Linked DNA regions of Mus musculus: region 1 is linked to region 2. Evidence: chromatin contacts called from public promoter capture Hi-C data. All regions are on one chromosome and are shown on one strand. Each heading gives the region's core, a stretch centred on a gene start, on an enhancer-like site or on the middle of the called end of the contact. The rest is flanking DNA. Distances are from core to core; before and after follow the strand shown. Region 1 holds the start of Ankrd13c (ankyrin repeat domain 13c). Region 2 holds the start of Dnajb4 (DnaJ heat shock protein family (Hsp40) member B4).

Region 1 (5,821 bases), core at 1,907-4,406, 5.8 Mb before region 2:
CAATTCAATCCTGGGACCCACACAATGAAAGAGAGACTTAATTCTCCACAAGTTGTCCTTGGATCTTCACAAACAGGCATGCAGAAATAAATTCGGTTAAAAAAAAAAATACTGATCTTAGAGTTTAATGGGGACACTATGAAACTACAGAAGAGCACAGCAGTGCCTCTTCCCTGAGTGTGCCAAAAAGAGGCATGGTTGCACTTTTTACAGGCAAGAGCCCATAGCTGCTTTGATCATAAGTGATATAAAGGCAGCTAAATGAAATACAAAAAAAGGTGAATTTTGGTGGGTAAAGGTCAGGAGTATCCTTTAAGGATATATAGAATTCTAATTATTCTGAAAAGTATTTAGTTTTTAAAAATGATAAATACATAACTAGAAGCTCAACAATCAGTAATTCCAAAATTTCAGTAGTTCCTATGGCATCCACTTATCTCTTAAAGAGCATTAACTTGCAAAGGGGATGTTTGACCATTTTCAAAGAGACTTTAAGGCATGTAACTAAGTTCTAAAGGCAAAGATAAAACACAGCTACTACTAGACCACGTCTAAACAGCATCCTACTAACCAATACACTAGGGCTACGATTCAACTGTTTAAGTCGGCATCTAGTTCTCGGTAGCAGTCAAATGTGCTTGGTAGAACAGCACAGTAAAATAGACTAAAAGGCCGGGCGGTGGTGGCGCACACCTTTAATCCCAGCACTTGGGAGGTAGAGGCAGGCAGATTTCTGAGTTCGAGGCCAGACTGGTCTTACAAAATCAGAAGACAAAGACAGAAAACTGAACCAAAATCATTCATTTTTTTTGTTTTGTTTTCTACTTTTGTTCTAATTTTAGATAAAAAAAAAAAATCTAAAAACCAATGAAATTCAGGAAGCTTATTTTCACAGGTGGTATTGCATTAATGTGCAAAACCATTTTGTGCACAAATGTATAATACCATCTTGAGCAGTTTACCTAATTAATTAATGTAGAATGAATGGTCAGGTTAAAAACAGCTGCCAACAATATTTGCCTGTTAATAAAACATTGAAAAATATTTTCAACAATTACTATTTCACAAGACCTTAGTTAGATACAATCCACAGCACCACGAAGTAGGGGGGGGGGAGGCAGGGGAGGATGCAAATAAGTCTTTACAAAAACAACAACAACAAGTTGCTTTAAAGGGGTTAAAAAATCACCAGGCAAGATTCGGCCAAAAGTAGATACTGATACCGTTCACTACCAAATATACCATGCTTTCTCAAACATGTGCTGTCTTAGTCAGGGTTTCTATTCCTGCACAAACATGATGACCAAGAAACAAGTTGGGGAGGAAAGGGTTTATTCGGCTTACACTTACATACTGCTGTTCATCACCAAGGAAGTCAGGACTGGAACTCAAGCAGGTCAGAAAGCAGGAGCTGATGCAGAAGCCATGGAGGGATGTTTTTTACTGGCTTGCTTCCCCTGGCTTGCTCAGCCTGATCTCTTATAGAACCCAAGACTACCAGCCCAGAGATGGTCCCACCCAAGGGGCCTTTCCCCCTTGATCACTAATTGAGAAAATGCCTTACAGGTTGGATCTCATGGAGGCATTTCCTCAACTGAAGCTCCTTTCTCTGTGATAACTCCAACTGTGTCAAGTTGACACATAAAACCAGCCAGTACATGTGGCTAAGACTTTATAATGAAAACCATAGTATGTCTTTAGTCTCAATCAAGATGAAAAATGGTCCTGGTGTGGAAAGAGCAACAAAAACAAAAGTCTCTTCAATTGCTTTGGGAAATTAAATGCGGACACATTTCAGTATGGCTTTCAAAAACCAGTGTTTACAGCACGAGGTCAGTGACGGATAAAAACTCACATCTATCTGCGCGTACCTGGGCGGTGAAGACCGGCAAGAAGGGAGGGAGGGAAAAAGGAAACGTTCCCTAAAACCCAGAAGACCTGCCTGGATGTGAGATAGCCCGACCTTTTGGCACTCGCAAAGACTGCCGCAGAGAAAATGCAACCTGTCCCGAAATGCTCAGGTGGAAAAGAAGAAAACATCCTTGCTGCACCCTGACCCCTGGCACGCTCGCTGCACCTGAAAAGACTCGAGGTTTTCCGCCAGAGGAAAACACGGTGCGGGAGAAGGGACCGGGAACCCGGAGGCCAACGGTCACCCCCACCCCACCTCCGAGGGGACGGAAATTAGGCAAAGCTCACCATGATTATCTTTCTGTCCGATATTGTGCGTGCGGATGAGCGAGGACAGTCTCCTCACGTCCCCCTTAAAGACGCACTCGTGGACCGGGTAGAGCGAGGGGCAGCCGCCTCCGTCAGCGACTAAAGCGGGGTTGCTGCCGCCCAGGCAGGCCGGGGCAGGGCAGGTGGCAGTCACTGCGTTGTGCTGCGGCGGGGCCGGAACGCCGGGGCCCGGAACGGCGGGCGCCTTCAGCTGCAGCCGGTGGTGGTGGCTGAAGATCTTATGGCAGGCCTTGCCGCCCTTGCCGCTGCCGCCCGGTCCGCTTCTGCCCCCGGTGAAGGCGCCGCCGAGCGCGGCTGTCGCCTCCTCCTCGCAGGGCTCCAGCACGTCCCCGTCCTCTTTGCTGGGCTTGTGGTCCCTCCGCAGGGAGCGGATCTTCTCCCCGGTCATAGCCGCCGCGGCGCGCGGGACAGGCTCCGGGAGGCTCACCGCGGGCCGAGCCGGCGCGGCGGCGGCGCCGGGCGATTAGAGCGGCGGCCGCGAGCCTAGCACGCAGCATGAACTCCCGGGGCGACCGCGGGTCCGCGACACGCGCATCTCCCGGAGGCGGCGGCCCTCGTCTCGGACGAGGAAAGCCGCAGCTCAAGAGACCACGACCGCACGACGCCCGGCGCCGCCGCCGCCGCCTCCTCCTCACTCGGAAAGACCCGGCGCAGCCATCTTTCCCCGGCTCCTCTCGCGAGAGCTTCGGAGGAAACGCCGCCGCGGAGTGTTAGAGGGCCGCTTCTGCGCTTGGGTCAGGGTCCGGGCAGCGCCCGCGCTCCTCTCGCACAGGGTTCCACCCTGGGCCGGGCCCTGCGGCTGAATTCAGACCCAGACTCAGAGCTCTGACCTGGTGCTCTGGGCCTTCGTAAAGGAGGAGGTCAACGGCAGTTACGAACTCTAGCTTAAAGGCTGAAACCCTGTTTGTCAACCTCCCTCAGAACGACGTAGGAAGACACCACCGGATATCGGACGTGACGTCACTCAGCTGCGCTGGACCTTCAGTAAACACTCGCTAAGACTCTGCTGGGTTCCCTAACCTGTGCAAGGACTTGCTCAGGCTGGCAAGGCTGTAGGCGAGGAGAGATGGCCAGTTATCCTGGAGGAATCTAGGGCCTGACTTTGGAATTCAAAGGCTGTTTATTACACCGGGAATGGAGGATTTTTCAAACAGCTGTTAGTTGAGTGTATTTGGGACAAACGTCAGAGTTAAAGTATGTGGAGGATGCTTACTTGAGGAAATGGAGTAATTGTTTTTAAATAAGTGGGCAGTAACCCGGGTGAGAGATGATGAAAGCATGCTCTGGGATACAGTGAATCCGGAAAAAGCTTAAGACTCCTTTAAAAATGAGTTCAAATTTAGCATATTGAAGTTGGAGGTCCTTGGTGTTTTTACACAGAGTGCTAGTTATACAGTTTGGAATTTTGGACATAAATTCTTTGGAAGTAGGAAACGGATCTTAGATCAGATTCAGGAATTGCACAGTAACCCAGCGAAATAAAATGGTGTAGAACAAAAGTGCCATAAGACGTATAGAATGAATAGTCGAGGTAGTGAGTGGGAATCAAAGCACTGTGTGTGTGTGTGTGTGTGTGTGTGTGTGTGTGTGTGATGAAATTGTGAACATTTAGAAAACTAAACTGAACATGGTGGCTCACATCAATAAGTTCCAGCACTCCAGAAACTGAGGAAGGGCAAAAGGATTGATCACATGGATTCAAGGCTAGCCTGAGCTACAGAGTGAATGCTGTCCCAAAATTAGTAGATGGACCAGTGACATGACATGCCACTGAGCATTCAATCCCTGGGACCCACATGGTAAAAGAAAAGAACCCATTCCAACAAATTGTCCTCTGGTGCATACCCACACACACACACAAAATTAGTCTTAAAAAAAAAAAAAAAAAACAGTAAATAGTAGGTAGGCAGCCAAAATCATGTACCTAATTACTGGCTGCTACCTCTTGATGGATGTTAAAACTCCTAAGTGTTCTTTCAGTGAAATCAAACACCATGAACATTTTTTTTTAAGACAACCTATTGTGGTGGTATATGCTTACAATCCCAGCACTCGGGAAGTAGATACAGGAAGGTTGCCTCAAGTGACTGTTCTCAAAAAACAAACATCTCATCCCTTTAAACTTTGAGGTTTAAGGCTTATAGTATGTAATGGGTAGGGACATCAAAATATGAGTACTATTAAAGATATTTAGTACAAGAAAAATGTAAATTCTGAGATTCTGTAACATCCCAATATAACATAAGGGGAAATTATTAGTTTAAATTGACACAGAAATCAAATTTCAGAAAGTCTTTGTGAAGGGCTTGGAGAGGAGGATCGGCAGTTGAGAGAAGTGGCTGCTTTTTCAGAGGACCTGGGATTCAGCTTCCGGCACCCACATGACAGTTTACAACTATCTGTATGTAACTCCAGCAGTTTCTGACTACCTAACACCCTCACACAGATATACATTCGGGCAAAAAAAAAAAAAACATATAAAATAAAAATAAACAAAATCATTTTTAAAAGTCTTTGTGGAGGAAGTAGTATCTGAAAGAGGTTTTAAAGAACTTATGAAAGCCCAGTCTCCCCAGTCCCTTGTGTTGTTTTATTGGTTTTTGTTTCGTTTTGTTTTTTAACTTCATGATAGTGCTATATCTGCATTACACCTAATAAAGATGAGTATATACACAAGTTTGGTTTTTATAAAATTCTGAAGCAATTTTGATACATTTTATTGCCACAGACCCTCTGGATCCCTTTGTCTGTGTGGAATGGGTCTCTAGTCGCAGGTGGGGAAAGTGTCTGATGGGATGACAGATAGATGCACACAGGAGAGGTTGTGTAGAATCTGAATGTAATTTGTCAAATCGAACTTTTTATACAGAAGACAATAAGGAAGTTGGGTGACACACTCACAAGGTACAAAGAGGTTACTGGATTCTTACATAAATCAGAGGAATGCAAACACAGGTCTAACAGGAACCACCTGGGATAGAATTCATTGTTAACAACTGGGATCAACAAGGGCTCCACCAACAACATTATGAACTAACCAGTACCCCAGAGCTCTTGACTCTAGCTGCATATGTATCAAAAGATGGCCTAGTCGGCCATCAATGGAAAGAGAGGCCCATAGGTCAGGCAAACTTTATACGCCCCAGTACAGGGGAACGCCAGGGCCAAAAAATGGGAATGGGTGGGTAGGGGAGTGGGGGGGGGGGTGGATGTGGAGGACTTTTGGGATAGCATTGGAAATGTAATTGAGGAAAATACGTAATAAAAAAAAATAAAAAACAAGGGCTCCACCTAAGATTCACTTAATTTTAGAAGCCAGGGTCAAGGGCTTCGTGCCCTTGCCAAAGTTCCTATTTTAGTCTATTGTATAGTCCACCTTCCCCCTAGGCCATTGTAAATACGTGCGTCTGGGTATAACTCAGCTATCTATAGTTCTAAGTATCTACTCTGGTTTCTCCTTAGGTCTGAAACTCCCTTCTTCCTAGGTGATGGTAAATTCATGTGTAGGGCAGTGACTTAGTTTTTATTCAAAGTGATAGTGTAGTACCAGAGGCAATTCTGAATGTCACTGAATAGCAAC
Region 2 (5,578 bases), core at 1,028-3,527:
TTTCCCCCTTGATCACTAATTGAGAAAATGCCTTACAGTTGGATCTCATAGAGGCATTTCCTCAACTGAAGCTCCTTTCTCTGTGATAACTCCAGCTGTGTCAAGTTGACACAAAACTAGCCAGTACATATACATAAAAGAAAAACTCCAGGATTGAACATGACCTGTTTAAAAATTAAATATTGGTAGAAAAATTTTTAACAAGCACATCAGTAAAATATTAGTATGTTCTCAAATATTTTTGAGATTATCTTAATAATTAATGGAGACGGCATCTCTCTCTGTAGCCTAGGCTGGCCTAAAACTAGCCATTCTCCTGCGTTAGCCTTTTTAGTGACCTAATTTTAAAATTGATTTTTTTTTCTAAGTAGTTCTAGAAGTCAGCGCATGTCTTTGTGCTCCTCACAGTATATCAAGGGCAGGGTTTTATTACATAGCTCAAGCTGGCCCTGAGCTCACTGTGTGCCTTACACTGGCCTTCATCTACCTCAGTCCTTGAGTGCTGGGATTCCAGTGTGAACCATCACAACAGCTAAGAGTTTTTTGTTAAGTAGAAATGAAAATCAAGTTAGAGAAAGATGGTGTCAGTTGGACGATGTGTTCTACTTGTAGGTATGGGGTGTAAGTGCTGTCTTCTGTACAGACCACTCTTGTACGGTTATTAAAGCATAGCATCCCGAGTAAGAACATTGAGTAAAGTGCTAGGAGCAAAATCAGTGACTTTCAGAGTTTTAATTACCTCTGGCCCATCCACCTGTCATTAAAATAGAGTAGCATTTGACTTCAACATACTATTATGCACAAAAACTTTGTTGCTGTTAACATTGATAAAATAATCACATTTAAGCTTTTTGATATACATAAAAATAAATTTATGCTTTTCTGAGTCCTGAATTATTGCATGATACAGCAGGCTAGATACTTGTAATAAAACAAGGAGAATTCGAGCTTCATGTTAATAGAAGAATTCAATTTTTAAATGCAGTTAATTTACTAATTGTAGTTTCTCTTCTCTTCATAGTCTCTCTCAAGTCTACCCCCTACACCTGTATTAGCAGGTAGATATTTATAGGTGAGTGTGATGGCATATGCACTTTCAGAGTCGCACTCTCATGATGACTGCTGATGTTAACTTCCCCATGGTCTTTGGGACATGGAATGTGAAAAAGAAATGTTTGATCCTGATCCTTTCTCTGTGATAACTCCAGCTTGTGTCAAGTTGACACACAAAGCCAGCTGGTACAGATTGAAAACCCACAAAAGAGATAAAAGATGAGTTATTTACATTCAAAATATTTCTCATCTATTCAAGATACATTTTTAAAGAAGGAAAGCATCAGATAACATATAAATGTAAAATGATTAAAACTGTTGATTTAAAAAATTACAACAAATCGCAACAAATGTTTTTTAAAGGTATGAAATATACTAATATTACAAGGGAATACTAAAAAGATAGGGAGAAAACCCCCCCCCACTTGTTTCAAAAAAATCTTTGTCAACAAGTAAATACTTAAAATTAGGGGAAATGTGTTTTGAAGGAACTTGTTACCTAACTGCCTCTCCTAACTAATCCATCCAGGCCGTAAACTGGTCCCGGGTGACAGTTACACTGACCTGAGCGTGCTGGAATCTGATCCTCTCTCCCCTACATTCCCTGCAGTATAAAGACCCCCTCAGAATGGGCTTTTCCGTTTCATTGTGATAAGGAATGGTTTATTAAGTATTATCCCCCCTCCAAAAAAAAGAACCCCTAGTTAAAACCATTCTTAAGTCACCTATTTATGTTAAAATACTGCTTTTCAATGTTATAACAGTCCTTTTACCATGTGACATTTTATATAGTGGCTCCCTCACTTTTCAGATCGATAGACCCCAGAAATTTTGAAAATGACCCAAATTATTTGAAGATTTTAAATGTAAACACCTCATATTTTAGTTCTGCACATTTTATAGCTAGGTAACTTGAAATTGAAGTTAGAATACCTACTGTAAGTTGAGGGCTTTTCTGACTGTATAATCAGTTTAACATGGGATGCCTAATGGCTATAATTATTTCTGTTGCCTTTTTACCTCTAATGGAGTAAATGTATATGTAGTTGCGGCATTCTGTGCTGGTTTGCTAAATCCACAGGAAATAAAAGGGTACAGCTAGGACGAAGGAAAGGGAATAGTTAATCGTGGAGGAGGAGAGGCACAGCTCAGTACTTTGCCTAGAGGCCGCTGGGAAAGTGACGTCCTGTAGCGTTCGTTCGTTCGCTGTTCTAGAAAGTACAGAGACACGTAGTTGAAGTGGGAGGGTCTAGCTGAGGCCGTCTCCGTGCGGTGTCTATTTATCTGTAAGTGAGCTGCCGGGGAGGAATTAAATAGAGACGCTGCCTGCTGCCTCTGGACAGCTGAGCCGAGTTGCTGATTTGCTTTAACTTGTAAGATACCCAGCTTGCTTTATTTTCTCAGGATCATTGTGTTGCTAAGCCTGGGGACGCTGTTTTCTTTTACAAAGGGAAATCTAAGTTCATTTCAAGGCATTCGAAATGGGGAAAGACTATTATCACATTTTGGGAATTGACAAAGGAGCTACAGATGAAGATGTTAAAAAGGCTTACCGAAAGCAAGCCCTCAAATTTCACCCGGACAAGAACAAATCTCCTCAAGCAGAGGAAAAATTTAAAGAGGTCGCAGAAGCGTATGAAGTACTGAGTGATCCTAAAAAGAGAGAAATATATGATCAGTTTGGCGAAGAAGGTAAGCTGCATATTTCTGTACCTTTGGCAGTGTCTGAATCGTAGCTTTTTTTTTTCTCTCTCTCTCAGCCTTCTGGTTATCGTTACATGAGAACATCAGACATACTAAAATAAAAAGAAAAATAACAGGTTAAAACTAAGGTTTAATCCTTGATTATTTGAATGAGCTATGAATGAAATGTCATGTTTGTCTTTGTGGGTTTTTTTCTTAGAATATTGTATTATTCATATTCTCCTGTTAGACTTATTGTTTTAGCATTTTATATTTTAAAAGAAACCTTAAATTCTCATGCCTGTGAATGAATTGTTTAAAAGTCTTATGCAACCTGTTTTGTTTTTAATGATTTTATTGCCAGAATTAATAGAATCTTCAGTCACTTAAAATTTTAAGATCGGCAATTCAAATTCTGGGCCATTTATGTTTTATTTAGAAAAACAAGAAGTTTTTTGTCCTTTTAGAGCGACGCTAGTTGAAACTGAACAAGACGGAGTGGTGTGTCGTAGAAGCAGAAGGCACAGGCATTTAGCTTCTAGTTGTTTTTGGCAATCTGCCTAGAGAGGAAAGAATTTCCCTGATGTCATAAAATACCAGAACAAGTTTTTAGCTTAATTATAAACAGTTAATATTGTGCCAGGAGAACAAGATCTCTCTCTCTCTCTCTCTCTCTTTCTCCCTCCCTCTCTTCCTCCCCCCCCCCCCCCGCCCTCCCGCCCTCCCTCTCCTTCTCTAACCCAAAATGGCCACCTAGTTGGAACAATGACTGAGTTTGTTTTAGTTAACTATTTCTTTTGGAAATTTTACTATGTGGCTGAAGAGGAAGCATGACAGCTGCCCTTTCCCTCAGCCATACTTTTTTTCTTGCCTTCTGAGATCAGGACTCAGTGAGCTCAGTAGCCTTTGAGAATCTCCTTTTACCATTCCGAATTTTGTCCAGCATCTCCATAAATGTCCATAAATGTCGTAAATGTGGCCATAAAGTAGGAGTTTGAAATTGTCAGTCAGCAGCAGCGGCAACCATGCATTAGTTCACGTGAGTTCTGGGGTTTTCAAGTGTTAAAACAGACTAAAGTTCTTTTGCATTATTCTTCCCCTAATGTCTTTTAAGTCACGGTGGCTATGGAAACATACTGTTTTCCCCTTGTTTATAGCATTTAAACACCAGATTTCCCTAATTAGAAGTCCTTCAAACAGGGCCATGCATTAAGCAAACTAAACCGACAACTCAGAGCAGTGGTGGGCCCTTTTCCTCCTGCTTTAATTTTGGGTCAGTCCCAAGCATGCTGCTGCCTGTGGTTGTAATTCGTGCAAATCCACAGTGTCAAGTTCTTACAAAGTGAGTGAGTAATTACAAGAAGCAAGATGTGGATAGTTGAGGCTGTCTGTTCCCCATGGTCACACAGTTGAGAATGCCGTGGTGTGACCTCTCAGGAGCGAGCAGGCTCTTGAGACAGTGCCAGTACTCTGGCCACTCTTGAGTAGGTGGAGTGGTGTGTGAGTTCCCACAAAGCCACTTGTGTAAACGCAGGTTATTTGGCTCCATCTTATGGAGTGCTCAAGTGCACCTCTGTGTTAAGCCGTAGGATTCAGGCTCATTAATCGTGTTTGACTTCAGAGTTTTCAAGTATACCAGCTGGTACTCTTAATTCTTTACGTTTTCTCTTGGCAGTGCTTTTTAGAGTAACTCACTCCCCAAATTATCTTTCTTTTCTTTTTCTTTTTCTTTTTCTTTTTCTTTTTCTTTTTCTTTTTCTTTTTCTTTTTCTTTTTCTTTTTCTTTTTCTTTTTCTTCCTCTTATTTTTTTTTACTGATCATTACCAGTGACTAAATCACAATTTCTGTATACCCTGAGTCTTTTTTTGTTCTTGGTGTTCTTAGCCCAGATCAGTGCTCTAAGCAAGGAACGAAGCATGAAGCAGGACTGGTTGCTTAAAGTGTTGAAATTTATTATTCAGAAATACTCTGTAGTTATTAGCTACCTGAAAATATAGGAGAGTGAAGACTGTTGAGCTCTTCTGTTTCTTACTATTTGGTAACCTAGCACACAGTGACTGCAAAGCTCTGTCGGCTTAGGAGGAGTTGTAGCTCAGGGCCACAGCACTAGCTAAGCATGCAGAGCCCCGCTCTCAATCCGCAGCACCCCACCCTCATGGCCTGGAGGTTCTGTGTGAGGAAGCTTTTCTCCTTTCTCTCCTTCGCATTGTCCGTGCTTGTGTTCCTGAGTCTGTAGGCCTCTCCAATAGTAACAGAAATCTAGACTGTCCACATTTACAATTAAGAGAACCGTTAATACTGTTTATTCAAGTTGTGAAATTCTTTTAACATCTGAAATTTAAAATGGTTTCGTTTTAAAAAAGTGAATAAAATAACTATGGTTTAAAGTTATTATATTATCTAGTAGTTTTATTCCTGGGAATCAAAAAGAAAAATAAACAAGACAAAACATTTGCTCATACAAAGACATGTTCCTGATTGTTCATAGTAGGACCATTAAGGTCCCTGCATCCAAACAATCCAGAAGTCACATGGTTTAGCAAATGGATCAACAAGGAGTATATACTCCAGTGGGTACTTTTTAGCAATTAAAAAGGGACCCGTTTAATGAAGTATGTCTCAACTGGATGAACCTGGAAAAACATGCTGGATGAAAGACTCTAGATAGAAGTGATACTGTATATTATGTAATTCAATTTGTGAAATATCTGATAGCTGAGCTAGCTTGCCTAGGACTGGAGGTAGGAATATAGGAATAAGCAGGAAATACAAGTAGAGACCTCTTGAGAGTGGTGGGAATATTCCACAAATGGATTGTAGTAAATTTATTACAGCTGAACA

The links. Promoter capture Hi-C pulls out the DNA fragments that hold promoters and counts their contacts.
Region 1: a promoter capture Hi-C map of cranial neural crest shows a contact between it and region 2. The contact joins the promoter of Ankrd13c here to the promoter of Dnajb4 in region 2. A contact is called at or near these places in 3 of 39 promoter capture datasets (the C10 cell line, cranial neural crest and pre-B cells).

Annotation. Positions count from the first base shown.
Region 1 is chr3:157,944,335-157,950,155 of GRCm38.p6, reverse strand. Ankrd13c (ankyrin repeat domain 13c) reads right to left here and starts at 3,156. Exons shown (of 13, transcript NM_001013806.2): 1 at 2,200-3,156. The coding sequence starts at 2,629.
Region 2 is chr3:152,190,544-152,196,121 of GRCm38.p6, reverse strand. Dnajb4 (DnaJ heat shock protein family (Hsp40) member B4) reads left to right here and starts at 2,277. Exons shown (of 3, transcript NM_025926.5): 1 at 2,277-2,745. The coding sequence starts at 2,535.